Regions from separate parts of the Mus musculus genome. Here region 2 is linked to region 1. Evidence: chromatin contacts called from public Hi-C data. All regions are on one chromosome and are shown on one strand. The core of a region is the stretch at or near the end of the contact, and the rest is flanking DNA. Distances in the headings are between cores, read along the strand shown. Region 1 overlaps Lpp (LIM domain containing preferred translocation partner in lipoma). Region 2 overlaps Lpp (LIM domain containing preferred translocation partner in lipoma).

What was found. A called contact is a pair of places that touch in the nucleus more often than the background predicts.
Region 2: a contact with region 1 is called in a Hi-C map of bone marrow-derived macrophages, with 19 read pairs. The contact joins two enhancer-like sites.

The regions. Positions count from the first base shown.
Region 1 is chr16:24,598,410-24,602,016 of GRCm38.p6, reverse strand. All of the region lies in intron 4 of Lpp (LIM domain containing preferred translocation partner in lipoma), which reads right to left. Among named protein-coding and RNA genes, the nearest start is that of Gm24440, 190 kb to the right of the region's middle. Within about 2 kb of position 2,071, at least 56 of the 459 cell types and tissues checked have an H3K27ac peak or open chromatin away from gene starts, as enhancers often do. A contact at or near this core is called in bone marrow-derived macrophages, where this site is marked.
Region 2 is chr16:24,971,268-24,974,874 of GRCm38.p6, reverse strand. Lpp (LIM domain containing preferred translocation partner in lipoma) reads right to left here. Exons shown (of 13, transcript NM_178665.5): 11 at 2,866-3,044. Among named protein-coding and RNA genes, the nearest start is that of Gm52245, 32 kb to the right of the region's middle. Within about 2 kb of position 1,709, at least 51 of the 459 cell types and tissues checked have an H3K27ac peak or open chromatin away from gene starts, as enhancers often do. A contact at or near this core is called in bone marrow-derived macrophages, where this site is marked.

The sequences.
Region 1 (3,607 bases), core at 822-3,321:
TAGCATTATTGATTATACAAACACTGGATTTCATTATGATAAGTTCATACATTTTATATATACTCTGAACATATTCAATCCTCCTGTTATTTTCTTGCCCTGCCTCCCCCTGGTCCCTTCCTCCTCCATATAGCTCTCTGTCTATTTACATATTCCTTTTTTCATTCCACATCCATGAAAACCATGGTGTTAGCCCTAGGAATCTAGTCTTTGTCCCTTACACATGTATGATCTTTAGTTGTGCACAATTTCCTAGAAATAATCTTTGGTCTTTGTAGCCTAATGAAACCCCACTGTATGCATATGTTACAGTCCTTTCCCATCTTTCATTGGGTAGCATAGAGACTGACTCTATAACTTGCCTAAGTGTGAACTGAACTGTAATGACTGAGTACGGAGCTGTCTCTCTGCTGTAGGCAGAGCGAGAAGAGGTCAGGTCTATACACAGCATCGTGCAGCTTGGCCATACGCAAGTTCTATGGCTTTTGAAGAGATTTTCATGAGCCAGTGGTACTTATGTGAAACGGCTCCTCTTCACCTGTATCCTTACCAGTGTTAGTTCTTTGTGTTTGGTGATGGTCATTTTGACTTGAATAAGGAATTTTCAATGCAATTCAAAGAGGCTTTTCTTCCCTCCTTCCTTCTCCTTTTCAACTGCCTCCCATGCCAGGATCTGAACACAGAGCACTGTGCTTGGTGGGCTGATCCCAGAACTATTGTTACCTTTTTAAATGTAAGGATGTGCTTAGATGTCTCAGGTATAGCCGTTCACCCTGTACTACAGAGCAGTATTTGGCTGGAGGTTGCTTGACCTTCATAGTTCAGAACCAGCTTCCAGCTCAGACAGGAGGCTGCAATGCAACTTTTACACTTAGGGAGCGAATGTCCTTGTCTGACTGTGCCACAGTTGAATGGGGGAGGGGATTCTATACGTGAATCTGCTTACATGAATTTTGAAGAAATCCTGACAAGATAACTATTTAAAAAAACAAGTAAAGTTAGGTCTGGAGATCACAAATCATCTATAATTTTCCTCTCAGCTCATCAGAGGAAGCACAACTCTCTTTTCTCCCTTTCCTTGACACCTGTTTCCTAATTCTCTGACCCTCCCCATTGTGGGAGGAAGTCTCAGATTAATCTCAGTGATTACCAAGGTATCAATCAAGACTTACTGTGTGCAAGTAAATAAGCACGTTAGGCAAACCTTTTCCACGCTGTGGAGGTAAGTCCCTAGCAGCGTAATTACAAAGCAGGTACGCTGCAGCATGTGACGGAAGCGTGGGCAGGCAGCACCGAAGAAGGAGGCGGGCTGAAAATTACACACAATTGCTAGGGAAGCAGCGAACTCAATCATGTTCTGAAGCATCAGGCTACCCAGAGCAGCAAGGGCAAAGCAGGGTCTGCCATGGGCTGAAAATGTCATGTATTCAACTGAACTTCTTTCTCTGGAGAGAGAGACAGCTTTGGAAGAATACTGGCTTCAAGCCCCTCTCCCTACATGGACAGCTGGCATTGCTCAGAGGGAGCAAGGAGAACAACTCCACAGAAATGCCAACCCTTTATATAGGCTCTCTCAAAGACACTGGAAATACTTGAAACAGCACTAGACGTAGACACAGCACACTCGGCAGCAATCGCTCCCTCCGTCACAGAGCGCTCTGACATTAGCCCTTGCACATCTTCCAGCTTCAATACATCTCCTTATCTGTAAACTAAAATTACTTTATTTCCAAAATTCTGTCCAATTCTCATGTCCCACAATTCCCCAAAACTATAGCTGAGTCAACTGAGGATTCCGGTAAGACCATGTTCTAGTTACTAGGAATTCCTAAGTACCCCCACCCCCACCACACCCCAGATGAGGAGGTAAGAGTAAGGAGAGGTAGAGAAAGAGTCCAGACAGACTCTTGACCTGCCTGGCACAAAGGTACTCCTACAGAAAGCAACAATGTAACAATGTGCTTGCTGCCCCTGGCAACACTGTGGCGAGGGGGGGGTGGGGGGACGACGACACACTAAAGGAACCGAGCAGTAACGAAAAAGGAGAAGCATCAGGTCTCAGTGGTCTCAGTGAGTAACTGTGAGTGAGTCACTGTCATCAGAGGGGGCACAGAATAGAGACAGGCCCCATAACACACAGTCCCTTCAAATTCACAGTATCACCGGAAAAAGGAGCTGTGGGGAAACAACACCAAGGAGAATGAGGTCCAGGGCTCCCGAGAAAGCTAGGATAGGGTGGACAAGCCTAGCTGCCCTTATGTTGTCTTAGTAGTCATAGGGAAAGAAAAGATAGTTGACAGCAGACAAGATAAGCTAGAGAGACATAAGAGGTCACTGAGAGTCCCTACACACATCAGGAACTAATGTGTTTCTTCTAATTGGAACGTAACATGAAGAAAACCTCTACAGATTTAGAGAAGGTGAAAGTGCTTACCCAACTTAGCAGAGCAGTTAGGAGGCAGGGAGCAAACCCAAATGCCCTACAAGCAAAGAAAACTCAGAGTGGTAGGTTTCACTAAGCTAGTCAGTAACATAATTGCTTGGTGGATGATAACCAGGCAGACTAGATAAAAGACAACTCTTGGGCCTGGGAGTAAACAGTCTTTCTCTCCCAACAACCTTGGGAAAGATCACAGGGAAAACAGAGCTCCCTGACATTTTGCACTAAATCACATCCAACAGCAATGGCTCCGCCTGATACAGAGAGCAAGAAAACAGCATCGCAGTTTCCCCAGTTCTAAAATAACAAATGGTTTTTACTTTGAATCGCTCCCATAGCATTTTATCCTCTATGATGGACGACATTGCTCGCCTATGCACTGCCCTATGCACACATAAAAATGTGGTCCCGGGGCGGCTTCTTCTAAGTCTCTGATGCAAACAACAGACTTGTATGTGTACATGTATGTGAATGTGTACAACTTGTATGTGTACATGTATGTGAATGTGTATAACTAGAAATAAGGGACAGAGAATAACCTGAGTTTGTCTGCATTCAGGAAATCTACTTCTGAAAGTGGAAACCTGAATATACCTAAGAGGCTGTGTGCCTAATTCACAAAGGTTTTGCCGTTCCAACGGGAAGAGAAAGTGATAATGAGAAAAGTAAACTATATAATCCCTAATAAAGCTCAGGTGTCTCCTCGGTGCTTATCTGGAATCTCTCCTCTTAAACATACCAATAAGTGTTCAGGTCTCCAGGCTAATTGCTGCTCATTCCTCCGTGTTCCCTGAGCAGCATGCTCAAACTTGTCTTAAAGGCACGCTGTAGTGATCTGTTTACAAGTCGGCTGGACCCATTACATAGGCCATGGAATTTTACTAGCATGTGAGGTGCGTTTTAATTGCTTTTAATTTTTTAATACTTTTGTTTGTATCCTAACAAAAATAAGCATGAGACAACAAAGCCCATCTTAGTAATAACTTGAAAGGGTAGAAATATCTTATTTTTTATTATGAGAATGTTATTTATTGATGGACAAACACCTCATGTTTGTCTGTACAACTGTGTTTAATGCAGATGTAGTCAACACCACAGTGCTCACCGAAGCCTATCAGTGTGCCCCTGATTCCCACCACTCTGCACAAACTATCTTAAGTGTTTGAA
Region 2 (3,607 bases), core at 460-2,959, 370 kb before region 1:
CATTGGGAATTCTCCACGCTTCTGTATTTGTCCTAAACTTTTTATATGTAGTCTATCTTGTTGCAAAAAAAAAAAAAAAAAAAAAAAAAGAAAAAGTAAATTGGTTACTGTGAAACTATTCATATGTATAGGTTATTACAAGTCCAACAACACTATATAGGCTTACAAAATTACTCAAATATAGAAGTGGCATGATCCCTGGGAATAAGAAGGGGTAAGATCAAACAAATCTTTTAAAAATAGATAGTAAGTTCAGCTTTGAATACAGTTATATAGGTAAAATGAGGAGACTGTGTATGTATGTATGTGTGTATGGTGTGTGTGTGTGTGTGTGTGTGTGTGTGTGTGTACCCACTGGCCACCTCCACATACTGTGTACAGGACCTAAGTTAATCACATTAACTACAGAGTTCTTAGTAGCTACTGGTGATCAGGTCTGTGAAAGAGTTCAATTCCCTGGCTATAGACATGAGCCAACCTTAACCAAATGGCTCATTAGGCAAACCTCACAATTCTGTCCTTCAAGTGTGAAGCTCTGAGATGACATTTGAGAGGCTTTTCCATAGGCAACCTTTATCTCCTCTATCAAGAACCCCCTTGTTTCTTACATAGTATACTTCTACTCCTGCTTGCATGAGGCCTGCCCGGATCCCTGAGCCAAATGATCAATTCTGAGGAGGATAGAGCAGCTCTCCTCTGGGTGCTGCTCCTTCTGCCCTGTATCCTGGTTATACCCACACACCCTGCCTCCTCCCACAGGCCCAGCACTGACATGGACCTTTACCCAGCTCTCTCTGTCCTGCTTCTCCTTCAGCACTCAACACAGCTACTACTGGCATGTAGAGGGAAATGCCAGCAGAACCAAGCTGAAATGTGTATCCTGAAAGCTCACAGGAGAAACCCACTCAGGACAACCAAAATGAAGCTTTCCAAAGTAGAGAAGCAGGCTCTGCCCCTGTGTTGGTCTCCCTGACCATGAAGTAACTCTCCCATGGTAGACAGCTAGCACCTCATGATGGAAGGCTAGCACCCTATGGTGGTAGGCTAGCACCCTATGCTGGATGGCTAGCACCCCATGGTTTCCTTGATGGGGCTAGCACCCCATAGCGGAAAGCTGCCACCTCATGATGGGAGGCTATCACCTCATGATGGAAGGCTAGCACCCTATGATTAAAGACTACCCACTCTGTGTTCTAGTACTTTCAAAGCTAAGCAACAAGCATTCTGGAATGTTTTTTTTTTTTTCTCTTCCATAGAAGGGCAGTATCCACCTGCCTCCATAACTTCCAATTGTGCAGACATTATTTAAAAAACAAAAACAAAAACAAAAAACCCTTGTTTTTCATGTGCACTGAAAGGGGAGGAGTGGGGCTTGAGATGTGTAGCCTTCTTTCCCCCTTCAGTCACTCCGGTCTGCTGTGCAGGAGTGTGTGTTCAGACCCACACGCTTATGTCACTGGTTACAAGTCTCTAATTATGCTCCCCACCACTAGAAAGAAAGAAAAATGGCAGCGATATAAATTTACATTTGTCAGAACTGATTTCCCCTTTTAATTGAGGGGTGTAACATCTCAGGCTCTTCCAGCAACACAAACATGTGTGCTCTGCTTACAGCTATCTGTCTTTCTTGGATCAGCGGAGTCTCAGAGAGGAGAGAACAGTGACAGAAAAACACTCCGAGCTGGCTTCTTTTCACTTCCCTTAAATAGATGCAGGTTTTTTTTTTCATGTGTAATTACAAGCTAAAAATAGCAATAATGTGAAGTACAATTTATGCTGTGACTGCCCTTTAAAAATGAGCCTTTTCTTGTCCAATTCAAGTTGAAATTTCTGCTTCTGGGCTTTTTTTTTTTTTTTTTAGTTCATTCAACCTCGCGTCTTTTGGTGAGGTTTTTGCTTTCACTGCTACTTAGGAGAGTGGTCAGGAAATTCATTTTTAAAATATGAGTCTCAGGTCCCAACACTGCTTGTGGAAAGTACCTTCTGGACGTTGACAATCAACAGTGGGGAAAGAAACCCACAGCCCGTCTTGAGCCTCAGAGCGGAGCCCAAAGTGGTAAGCAATGTGCTTCAACCTTGGGAGCCTTACAAACCACTCACAGAGCATCTGCCCAGCAAGGGAGCCTGTACTACCTCTCACGGGCCGTACCTGAAGCTTCCCACATTGACCATAATAAACATGCACACTGGTAGGATGAGCTGGTTAGCCAGCTAACAAGCACATGAAGAAAAATGCAAAACTGCCATTTTCCTAAACCCTGCAGTTGTGATGGAAGAGAGGGGCTGTGAAATCAGAGACATGAAGACACGTCATATGCTTTTAGGATCCTTCTCAAAATGTGGCACAACTGAAGTCATCAGGAAACACATGGAGGCACATAAGGCCTTGGTTGGGGAGAAGGGTGAGGGAGGACATGGATATGTTGACTATAGCATTCGACTGCCTCTCACACTGGAACTGTGGGATGGAATTGGTCTCTGTATCTGTGTACCAGCAGCTCCTAACTGTACAGTGACAAACCTGGAGAGGTTGTCACAGTTAGGACAAGTTTTGGTGTAATAACTAAATTGAAGAGCTGGGAGTTGTGCAACGTGCCAATGGCCACACCTCTCATCTCCCTGAATCAACTCCTCCATATCTACAGCTTCACAGGGATGTCTTGATCAACTGTAGAGAAGCTCTGAATAGAGAGAGTATGGGAGGACAACAGGGACTTCCTACATCCATCCATGCGCCAGAGATCACTCTTGGAACATCTCCCTAAACCCCAGAGTACATAGCTCAGAAAGAAGCACAGCCAGTGGTGGGCAGCAAGAGCCCACGTCAAGAGGACCGGCAGGTCAGAGGGCAGAGGGGTTGCTTACTTGTGGAAGTCCTCAATGCAGTGAATGAGACCGCAAGCATCCACAGTAAATGGGATGCCGTCCAGGCTACGGTGGCACATCACGCAGGTGAAGCAGTGGGGGTGGTAGGCCTTCCCGGTGGCACGGAGGATCCGCTCCATGATGGGCTTCGAACACACACTGCACTGCTCCAGGGTATTCTGAGGAAAGAAAGAAAACTGGTTAGCAGGACAGCGTGGCTTTAGCGTGGACCACAGCACGGTAGGGAGGGCGGTTTGCAGCAGCATCGGCGACATCAAAGTGATGTACACAGTGGGTCAAAGAGGATCACCCAGGCCCCAGGCAGCAAACCCATGTCTTAGGATTCGTGCTGTCTTGTCTCCTACAGCATTCTATTCTACTACACAAAGAGTGATGACAAGCTTTTCAATAAAGGCTCCGATAGTAGGGATCTGTGGTACTGACAAAAGGCTGCCTCTGAGAACACACGAGCAAGGGGCCTGTAATTCAGTAGAACTTTATTTATAAAAACACATGGTAGGCTAGATGTATTTACTGAAGTACACCACACAAGTTCTATGTTTGGAAGACTGCTTTATGATTTCAAGTAGAACTTGCCTCTACATTAAAGAACTAGTAAGGTCACTGATAGACCCTAACATTTTATCTGTGTAATGACTGAGACAAGTCCATGCCCTCTGTACAGCCCTAACCAAAACTCCCATTTAAAAGCTCAAAATTCAGGCTAAGTGAACTCCTGATA